Linked DNA regions of Mus musculus: all the other regions are linked to region 3. Evidence: chromatin contacts called from public HiCAR-type and promoter capture Hi-C data. All regions are on one chromosome and are shown on one strand. The core of a region is the stretch at or near the end of the contact, and the rest is flanking DNA. Distances in the headings are between cores, read along the strand shown. Region 1 holds the start of Dlx5 (distal-less homeobox 5). Region 2 holds the start of Dlx6os2 (distal-less homeobox 6, opposite strand 2). Region 3 holds the start of Fezf1 (Fez family zinc finger 1).

Region 1 (3,239 bases), core at 9-2,508, about 16 Mb after region 3:
GTGGTCTGTGGCCAGTGTATGAGTCTTGAACCCTGCTCCCTTTGTACATAAACGAAGATGCTCAGTAGGCAGGAAATAATGGGGGATGCTACAGAACCCAAACTCAAGAATTGAGAGGGGGATTGGAGTGGATGTAGGTAATGGAACCAGGAGAGGGTCGTCCATGATCGAAACCCCATCTCCCAAGCGGACTTGGTTCCTTGCCTACTTTTCGGTCTTCATACTCCATTTGGTCTGGAGGCACACTATAGGTCACACACCCAAATCAATTCACGTTTGCAGGAATCTGGCTCCTGAACTGAGACAAGAGCCATTCTAGAAGCTTCCAAGTAGTCGAGGATATTGAGCAAAAAACCAAAAGGCTGCTCAGCTCTCTGGGAAAGCCAACTAAGAGAGTTCAGGCAGTGGCAAGGTATTCAGGAATGAAAGACATTGATTTTCAGCAGTCCCTGTAAAGACTTCAGTTGCCACTGGGGACGTCTAGATTCTTGGACATCTCTGTGGAGTCCTGAGAAACAGGGGCTTCTGCAAAAGCGCTTGCTGCGTGTCCAACTGTTTTCCAGTTTACAAATTTTCAACATAAATTAGTTGCAACTTGCTTCCCATCATCCCACTAAGACAATGCTGTTCTCCATTTGTTCTCACTGCCATCTAACACTGCTCCTCCTCTGCACACAGTCCCACAGCGGTGCTCTCTCCTACAGTCTCCGTCGGAGGAGGGGGGAGAGGACTGGTAGGTGTGGAGCAAGAAAAGAGCATCAAGAACCGCATCCTCTAAACTGTACTTTTGAGATTGCTGATTGGAACACGTTGTCTTCAAACAGCACGGAGCTAGGCCCTGGGACTGCTTGGTTTGTCGAAGCTATTCACTAAAAAGAGATCGACTGAGACCCTCCCTCCCCCAACAGGGAACAACTCATATTCTCTCTCTCTCTCTCTCTCTCTCTCTCTCTCTCTCTCTCTCTCTCTCTCTCTCACACACACACACACACACACACACACACACACACTCTCTCTCTCCTTGTACGCCTCTCTCTCTCTCTCTCTCTCTCTCTCTCTCTCTCTCTCTCTCTCTCTCTCTCTCTCTCTCTCTTTAAGCAATGCTTTGTTGTGCTAAAACTAGTTGGACGAGTTAGGGTGTTGCTCTGCTCCCGAAGCCCTGGCCAATGGAACCCGATCCACCCCGCTGTGCGTAAGCGCGCAATTAAGGATTTAACCAAGGCTGTGCTGCGCCTCAGCCAGCAGTCAGCCTGCGGGAGACAGAGCCTCCACGACTCCCAGCCTCCTCCTCCTCCTCCTCCCCGCCGCCGCCGCCGCCTCCTCCTCTTCCTCCTCCTCCCTCGCTCCCACAGCCATGTCTGCTTAGACCAGAGCAGCTCCACAGCCAATTCAGGCAGCAGCGGCCGCCGCAGTAGAAGAACAGCCACCGCCCGGGAGCTATGACAGGAGTGTTTGACAGAAGAGTCCCAAGCATCCGATCCGGCGACTTCCAAGCTCCGTTCCCGACGTCCGCCGCCATGCACCACCCGTCTCAGGAATCGCCAACTTTGCCCGAGTCCTCGGCCACCGATTCTGACTACTACAGTCCCGCGGGGGCCGCCCCGCACGGCTACTGCTCTCCTACCTCTGCTTCTTATGGCAAAGCGCTCAACCCCTACCAGTACCAGTACCACGGCGTGAACGGCTCCGCAGCCGGCTACCCGGCCAAGGCTTATGCCGACTACGGCTACGCCAGCCCCTACCACCAGTACGGCGGCGCCTACAACCGCGTCCCGAGTGCCACCAGCCAGCCAGGTAGGCGCGCGGGGGCGGGAGGCAGGTACCCAGGGCATCCGTAACCCCGCGGGCGCCAAGTTGGGTGGTAGATGAGGGCCACGCTGTCCGCACCCATAGAAGGGTGCTTCGCAGAAGCGAGTGGGGGCCTGGGACTGCAAACAGGACAGCACCTCACACCGGCATGGGGGGGGGGGCAGTGGAGGACTTTTGAAGAGGTTTAATCGGGTGTTTTGCCTCTGGCGCTGCTCGAGGATCCCTCCTTAGCTGGATTCCTAGCTGGCCTAGCCAGAAAGCCAGCTTGGCTGCAAAGAGGCTAAGGGATTTGGGGGGCGGGGGGTGGGTGAAATCAAGCAGCCCTAGTGGTGTTTGCGTAATAAAAGGAAAGTTAGTTGGAATTCTGGGTGAGCGTGCTGAGTTGGTGAGATCTAGTCTGGATTAGCCAGCGAAGCGCCCCGAGGCCTCTCATGGAGGGTGCGGGCAGCACACCGGGTGACCTGGGGGCCGGAGGGCTGCAGCCTGACAGAAAAGCGAACAGGGAACTTTGCGGTTTATCCAAGGTATTTCCAAATACAAAAAGTCATTTAAAATAGCGGAGGATTGCCGAGAGTTCACTCTGTTAGAGGGACCCCCCCCCACACACACACACACACTCCATCGAGTGCTCTCTCCGTAAGTGCCTAGAATTTGTCTGCCTTCCTTCTTCCCCACAGACTCCCCTTTCCGTCCACTGTGAAACTTCCTTAGAGCGTTACAGTGGGGTAGAGAGCTTGGGCGGTAAATGAGAGGCGTGAAGTCTCAGTGGAGAAATTTTACTAGTCGATTTTGATCTCCCCTCACCGACACATTAATAAGGCTGCTAATATTAGCATCCCCTACTCCAGTAGAGCGGAGACCGCAGCCCTCCCTCCTTCTCCACCCTTCCTCTGGCAGCAGCTTCATACACCGACTCTTCCACTCCTTTCAGGACTGAAGGGGGAAAAGGGGCCATGTGGCCTAGGGGCACATTAGCAAAACACGGATTCACAGGACCCCAGCGGGGTACATTTATGACAGTGAGAATTCTTCCTTGGTTCCTCCCCTTTACTACGAAAATATCCTTACTACAGATTCCTTTGCAATACATTGTTGATGGAAGTTTGAGTCTGCTCCTCTTGCTGTCTCTGTATCCTTGCATAGGGAGAGGATTTTTTTTTTTTTTTTTTTTGGTCAAGAACATATTAAGTCTATTTGTGAAAGAAACCAGACACATCTGTGCCCTCTCAGATCTGCAGTGAGATTATGGGGACTACATAATCGGCTCTCTGTCTGCCGCAGCCCCGACCGACCGCTTGCCGCTGTAGTGAAGGAACATAGTTTGCTTGTCGGTCTTTGAACTTTGGAGCCCTTGGCTAGCGTCTTCCCTGCCCAAGCGTCTAGCCTCTGCGGGCGCCCGAACAGACGCCGACAGAGGGTCATGGCCCAGG
Region 2 (3,520 bases), core at 798-3,297, about 16 Mb after region 3:
CTTGGCAGAGGCAGAAACGTCCCACACTGGAGGCAGGGCTGGTGATCGTGGTGACAGGGCTGCTGAACCCGGGAGGGGGTCACTCTCGTGTGGGTTACTACCCTGCTTCAGCAATTTCTTAAACTTAGAGCGCTTATTCTGAAACCATATCTTCACCTGCAAGACATGTAGTAATTGTCAGGCCAGATAAACATCATACTGGTGCCTTCAGTGTCACCCCAGACTTAAGAAGCAATATACAAACAAACAAGCAAACAAAACAACCATTACCATTCCAAGAAGCCCCTTCCCTTCCCCCTCATTCCCCTCTTTCAAACCATCTCCATCCCTTCACTCTAGGCCTACTAGATGTCTTATTGTGATTCCTGGATTTAATCCTATAGCCTGGGGTTTTTAAAGTAACAGCATAAAATTAGAAAGAAATAAAATGAGATCAGTGGACCCAAAATTTTACAAAGGACTTTTAAGTGAAATAGAGTTTGGCTCACAATTGTACAACTAAATTTACCTCCTTTGGTCTATTCCATTTTTTATATTCACCAACCCCCCACATTTATTATGCTATGCATATCAAGTAGTAAACGATTATGAATTGATTAAAGGTTGTATGTTCATAGCAAAATACCTTGAACATACTTATGCACATCGTGCACACACCATGGCATATGCCTGGGATCTCTTTCTCCAGTCCTGCAAGGATTAAGAAATGCATCAACCCCCACTATCTACCTCCTATGTTGCTTAAGCAAACAGAAGTCATCAATCATCACATGATTGTTGGGGTAGCTACTAAAAGTCAAAAGGCTTCTGACAACTACAGAATCAGGAATCTAAGTTGGCAGCTTATTTAAGTCAACAACCCAAATCTCTAGATGAAAGGAAACCTACAATGTAGCATTACCTTTACAATTCCAGAATCTATTTTCCCAAGAATACGAGTCACGGAGCATCTAGAGCCCTTTCATAGCAAACCTCATACATTTTCAGTGGCAACATGCAGTAGAAACCAGGGTAAGTGAGAAGAGTTCAGGGACGCGGCCTGAAGACACCATTCTGTAAGGTCTTGGCTACTGTCTTATTAGACCCTTGCTGGATGAAGATGATGCCCATCAGAAGAGGCCTTAGCATCCCGTGCAGTTCTCTTGACTGCTGGCTTTTGAGTGCAGGCTGATATACTCACCTATGGGCCCCTTTCTGTGAAATCTGAAATGTCCAGTATACTTTTCAGGTCAGCAGGACTGTTTATTATCTGTGGTGTCCCAGGCCGTGATTTGGGGAACATTCTCTTTGTTTCTCAATTCTGTCAAGTTCTGTGCTCCAGGGAGGTACCTCAGCCTGCACTATTTGGTACCAGAATGATTCAACTACAGAGCTTAATGCAATCTTCAGAAAGTCCTGTCTTACCCATCCCGGAGTGAATGGCTTACACATGGATGTCTTTATTAAGCTGCTAGAGTCTAACTTTTGCTCCTGGTCTCAGCTCATAAGTTTCCTTCCTATGACAATGAGTTGAAATTAATATTAATTCCTAAGGGTCACTAAAGGGTCCTTAAGAAAGGCCTTATTTTGCTTCTTAGCTGGATACTACACACACACACACACACATACACACACACACACTTGTTCTACTTCGTGTTATTCTGCTCTGGAATAAGATTTGATTGAATTTGTTCACCAAAAGATCCTAGGCTCAGCTGGGGTCGCAGAGGGTTGGTGTATATGCAAATCCAATTCAGTATTCAATACCATGTCATTTGTTCCAAACTGTGTGATCCCAGGAAAGTGCACAACTGGAGCACGGGCATTTGTCATTTAGCTCCTTCCATCCTTGGTTGACTAGGCCAAGAATTCCTCCTGGTATGCTCTCTGCACGGTTATCAAGCAGGGCCAGCATTTCAGGGGTACTTGGGCTTCCCGGGAATTACCTGTGTTTGTGTCAGTCCTAAGGAAGCAGCCAGTTCGGCTCTCTCGGGAAGGGCCAGGTATTGAGTCTGCTGAAAGCGATGGTTTAAAGCCTGGAGCTGCAGGCTGGAATAAATGGTCCGAGGCTTCCGAATCTTTTTCCCCTTTCCGTTGAACCTGATTTCCCCGTTTTCGATCACTGTCGTTTTTTGTTGATCTGTAAGCAAATGACACAGAGGAGTGGTCACCCGCGAGGCCACTACTGCCTTCTCCCTTCATGTGACAAGGCTGGCAAGGAGTTTCTCCCAAGTTTAAAAAGAGTTCCTCGTAATATCCCCGCTATACCACTGTGGGCACGTGCCCCCAGAGGCTGTGAAAGCTTCCCTCCGACCGTGTCTCCAACACTAACAATGCATTATGATAGTGGATCGAATCTAGGAAGCCCGGGGCATAAAAGAGACGCTCCGCAACAGCGGAGACAGCGCAGGCCGCTTTCCGAAGTCCGTGGCGCTGTAAGGCTTCTCTTCTCTGGGCCCGAGAGCGGTTTCTTGGCCTGGCTTTTCCCAACGCCTAAAGCTATACCAGAACCACCCGGTTGTTTATGTGACCAGTTAGTTTTGTGTCACCCAGCTGCAAGCTTAGTGCTTTAAGTCCCTTCTGTATGTTTGAAATGATTCTGCTCGCGTGTATCAAAGCCCAGACACAGAACACAACCAGGAGCTCAGAGCAGCTCCAGAGCAGGCTGAGACTCTCTGGACAACGGAGAGCTATCAACCCCAGGCCCTCTGCTTCACTTCCAAGAACAAAGGAGCAGCCAAAGTACTACTGAAAACCCAGAGAGAGGGAGCCAGGTCTGGGGACGTGGGGGGGACACCTCAAAGCCCACGAGGGAAGATTTTAAAAGCAAAACAAAAACAAAAGACAAAACCCAATGTCACTAGTATCTATCGGCTGCAACAGCTTCGTTCCAAGTCACCAAGGGGCACCAAGTGCCCCAGGCAAAGTAGGCCACCGCTCTCCCAGCGTTGAGATGGGAAGCCTTAACTAGCCCTTCAGTCCTGGCCCAGAATTGTCTCCAGTTCTGATAAATGCGGGTCCCAGCAGAGAGGGAAGGGACAAGGTAGAGGGCACACAGACCTGGTGGGCTGGAGGGCGCAGTGGGGACCGTAGAGCCAGGCTAGGGCACAGCCTGGAGGCTCAATGGGAACCACAAGCAGGAGGCGGAGGAGCCAGCGGGCCTCGGGGTGAGCCAGCCGGGGGTCCACGGCGGCGGGAAGGGGCCGGGCAGGGAGAGGCCGGCAGGCAGGCGCCAGGCGATCGGGAGCCCACGGGGCCCGACTGGGGGCGCACGGGGCCGCCCGCAGGAGGGGGCCGGCGGAGGCCCCGGCGTGGAGGAAGTGAGCGGGGCGGGAGGGGTCGGAGGCAGTGGGGAGGCGGGCGAAGCTAGCTGCCTAAGCGGCCTCTCACCTGTGTCGTCCCCGCGCGTCTGGGCGGCCGCGCTGCTGTTGTGGTAGGACTGGAGGTAAGGGCTGTGCTGCGAGTGGCTCATGTAGGGGTAGGCGGCGAGCGATCGGTGGTTGTAGGAGTTGCCTCCGCTCGACGCGTAGGGCGAGCCGTG
Region 3 (3,331 bases), core at 695-3,194:
TATTTTATTTTTCCCAGCAATTATTTCTCCAGCATCCACTTAGCCGTCCCGCCTCGCTGTCAGGCCTCAACAACTCGCTGTCTTCGTTTCCACCCAACTGGGCTTCCCTGGCAGTGTTTAAACTGACTCGCACCGTCTGGGTGGGGCGGAGGAGCCTGGTGGTATGAGCTAGAAAGGGGGTTTGGAGAAGGAGAGATCTTGAAAGCCAGTTGCCTCCATTCGAATCCCAACTTGGCACCTTCCAATACATTAGCCTTAGGCTCAACAATCCTAGGCTCCCACATTCACCTCCCACTGCTGGCCCTTTCCAGGGTTCTCACCAGAGGACAGCACATCTTACTCTTGGCCAGATACCTGGCGGATACTTGGTCCACACACGGTAGAGTTAACTCACCAGGCTGACGGTGCTTGGAGTTTGCCGGCAGCTCCTTCCCGCGGCCTCCAGGAGGCGGTTCAGGGCTCATCGCTCAGCTTCCTCCGGGAACTGGCTTGAGAACGGCGGGGGTTTGTCTACGGTCCGCAGCCCCAGGAGCGTGCCTGGGGTTCTGCTCTCGGCGACCGAAGGCTCCCGGTTGACCTCTCCGGGGAAGGCGCGCGCCGCTACTCGGGCGGGAGCCGCGGGGACCCGCGCAATGGGAGCCTCAGCGTCCGGCCTTTTCATGGAAAGCTCGCCCAGCTAGCGAATTTGGGCCCCAGGCGTCACACCAGGAGGGCGCTGGGCGCGCGGGGGAGGGTGGGGGGGGGTAGGGGACGCTTAGGGTCTCCAAACGCTCGGGGGGGGGGGGCAGAAATGGTCCGTGACCACCACACTTTGTTCGTCTGCGCGCACAGACACGCGGGGTATCGCGTGCACTGATGAGCCGCACGCAGACGCTGGCAGCCAGGGTAGGGATCGACAGATTGTATTCCCCTTCTCCGCTCCACGTTTAAAACCCTCTGCTCTGGAAGAGCAGTGGGCGCAAGTTCTTTGGAGAAATGCCCTTTCGGGGTTCTCTCTGGAAACTCAAGGAAGCGCGCTCACGCGTGTGTTTGTGTGAGTTCAATCCGCGTCTAGGTCTCTGGCCGTGTGGCTCCCTCTTATTCTTTGCAACTCAACTTTGTGGTGCTGGTGCGTCTTTCCCAGGCCTATTGCCATGGGCATCGCTTTGACAAAACCACAAACGCATAACAAGCCTCCCAAGGCCTTTACATCTCAAGGGCATTTTGGGAGGCCAGTTACCTGCTGGTGTCTTCCAAACGGTCCAGACGCGGCTCGAGCTGCAGCGACTCCTTGATTCAGGGAATGAGCACCACCTCCCGACCTCACCCCCCAGACCCCCTCGAGTCCCGGAGGATGAAAGTGGGCTGCGTAGGAGGAGGCATCGTGGCCCGAACTGAGCTCAGGCAAGCCAAGCACAGAAACCTCGGATTTTGCCGTCAGAGGTTTCCTGGTCAAGGCTTTCTAGAGCCTGGCGTTTGATAAATATAGCCTGGCATTTGCCCCTGAATTAGACTCTGTTTCCTTATTTAGCCCTAGCACAATGATTTTAGATGATGTCACTTAGAGCTAAACGAGAAAATTGATCTCAGATTTGCTTGGCCTCTAAAGCCTGGTTAAGCAGATTGAGAATTAAAAAGACAGAGGAAGCTAGGGGGAGGGGCAGCTGAAGGGTAGAGAAGTGTGTGCGGGCGAGTGCTTGCGCGTCGGGGAGGGCTCTGCGCGTTGCAGAGAGCGCCCCCGCCTCTTCTGGGCGGGGGAAGCTCTCTCACCAATGAAAAGTAGTCACCGACTGCAGAGAGAAAAAAAGTTTTCCTGTTGACTGTTGGAAGCGAATTGAGCAATTATCTAGTTTACCTTCTCCTCTTGGAAGTTAACGATTGGCGAGATCTTGGCTGCGTTATTGACACAACACTTTCTATTGATAGAAATAAGTAGTGATTGTCCCCGAGTCATTGGTGCGCCAAGAACTCTGCGATGGGCTGGCAGGAGTCCATTGGGCTGGGCAGGCAGGTTCGGCTGGTGATGCTGGGGAGGAGGAGGAGGAGGCTGCTGGTGGTGACGGTGCCTGTCCTCTCCGCAGGTCTGTGACAAGCAGGGGACAAGGCAACGATCCCGCGACTCAACCCCGGCTGACCGACGCTGGCGACTCAGTCATGGACAGTAGCTGCCTCAACGCGACCACCAAAATGCTAGCGACTGCTCCAGCTCGGGGCAACGTGATGAGCACATCTAAACCCTTGGCTTTCTCCATCGAACGAATCATGGCGCGCACCCCTGAGCCTAAGGCCCTGCCGGTCCCCCACTTCCTGCAGGGAGCCGTGCCCAAAGGGGACCCCAAGCACTCTCTGCATCTCAACTCGTCGATCCCCTGCATGATCCCTTTCGTCCCCGTGGCGTACGACACGAACTCCAAAGCGGGAGTGAATGGCTCAGAGCCCCGCAAGGCGAGTTTGGAGGTTCCGGCGCCGCCCGCGGTGGCGCCCTCTGCGCCGGCGTTCAGCTGCAGCGACCTGCTCAACTGCGCGCTAAGTCTTAAGGGCGACCTGGCCCGCGACGCATTGCCACTACAGCAGTACAAGCTGGTAAGGCCGCGTGTGGTCAACCACTCTTCGTTTCACGCCATGGGTGCCCTGTGCTACCTGAACCGAGGTGACGGCCCGTGCCACCCGGCTGCGAGCGTGAACATCCACCCGGTGGCCTCCTACTTTCTCAGTTCCCCTTTGCACCCACAGCCCAAAACGTATTTAGCCGAAAGGAATAAACTGGTTGTACCGGCAGTGGAGAAACTCCCTTCGGGAGTAGCTTTCAAAGACCTGTCCCAGGCTCAGCTGCAGCATTACATGAAAGAAAGCGCCCAACTTTTGTCGGAAAAAATCGCTTTCAAAACCTCGGATTTCAGCCGCGGCTCTCCAAATGCCAAGCCCAAAGTTTTCACTTGTGAAGTCTGCGGCAAGGCAAGTCTTATGCCAGGAGTTCCTTCTTCCTTCCTTCCTTCCTTCCTTCCTTCCTTCCTTCCTTCCTTCCTTCCTTCCTTCCTTCCTTCCTTCCTTTCTTCCTTCCTCTCTCCATCCCTCGCTTCTGTTTTAGTATTTGGGGAGTGGAAGTATAAACTTGTTTTGCCCCCTCCCTCCTTTTTATCACTTTGGATCCAATCTGTGCTTCCGTTAACCTGTTTTCCTTTGTGTTTAATTTTTAAGGTCTTTAATGCGCACTATAACTTAACCCGTCACATGCCGGTACACACAGGAGCCAGACCCTTCGTGTGTAAAGTGTGTGGGAAAGGTTTCCGGCAAGCTAGCACCCTTTGCCGGCATAAGATCATTCACACACAGGTATGTTCCTCCGTCAGAA

The links. Promoter capture Hi-C pulls out the DNA fragments that hold promoters and counts their contacts. HiCAR-type assays count read pairs that join an accessible place to other places.
Region 1: a contact with region 3 is called in a HiCAR-type map of embryonic stem cells, with 9 times the contacts expected there. The contact joins the promoter of Dlx5 here to the promoter of Fezf1 in region 3. A contact is called at or near these places in 4 of 39 promoter capture datasets (cranial neural crest, embryonic stem cells, hippocampal neurons and 1 more), 7 of 484 Hi-C or Micro-C datasets (embryonic stem cells, epiblasts and stem cell-derived epiblast-like cells) and 2 of 115 datasets of contacts at active chromatin or transcription factors (both in embryonic stem cells).
Region 2: a promoter capture Hi-C map of embryonic stem cells shows a contact between it and region 3. The contact joins the promoter of Dlx6os2 here to the promoter of Fezf1 in region 3. A contact is called at or near these places in 6 of 39 promoter capture datasets (cranial neural crest, embryonic stem cells, frontonasal cranial neural crest and 3 more), 12 of 484 Hi-C or Micro-C datasets (cerebellum, embryonic stem cells, epiblasts and 1 more), 2 of 115 datasets of contacts at active chromatin or transcription factors (both in embryonic stem cells) and 1 of 9 other capture datasets (embryonic stem cells).

Annotation. Positions count from the first base shown.
Region 1 is chr6:6,880,087-6,883,325 of GRCm38.p6, reverse strand. It overlaps Dlx5 (distal-less homeobox 5), which reads left to right and starts at 1,258. Exons shown (of 3, transcript NM_010056.3): 1 at 1,258-1,794. The coding sequence starts at 1,440.
Region 2 is chr6:6,863,677-6,867,196 of GRCm38.p6, reverse strand. Dlx6os2 (distal-less homeobox 6, opposite strand 2) reads left to right here and starts at 2,047. Exons shown (of 1, transcript NR_002839.2): 1 at 2,047-3,400. Dlx6 (distal-less homeobox 6) reads right to left here. Exons shown (of 4, transcript NM_010057.2): 1 at 3,370-3,520; 2 at 1,926-2,119; 3 at 1-156. All of the region lies in intron 1 of Dlx6os1 (distal-less homeobox 6, opposite strand 1), which reads left to right.
Region 3 is chr6:23,246,877-23,250,207 of GRCm38.p6, reverse strand. It overlaps Fezf1 (Fez family zinc finger 1), which reads left to right and starts at 1,944. Exons shown (of 4, transcript NM_028462.1): 1 at 1,944-2,934; 2 at 3,178-3,312. The coding sequence starts at 2,134.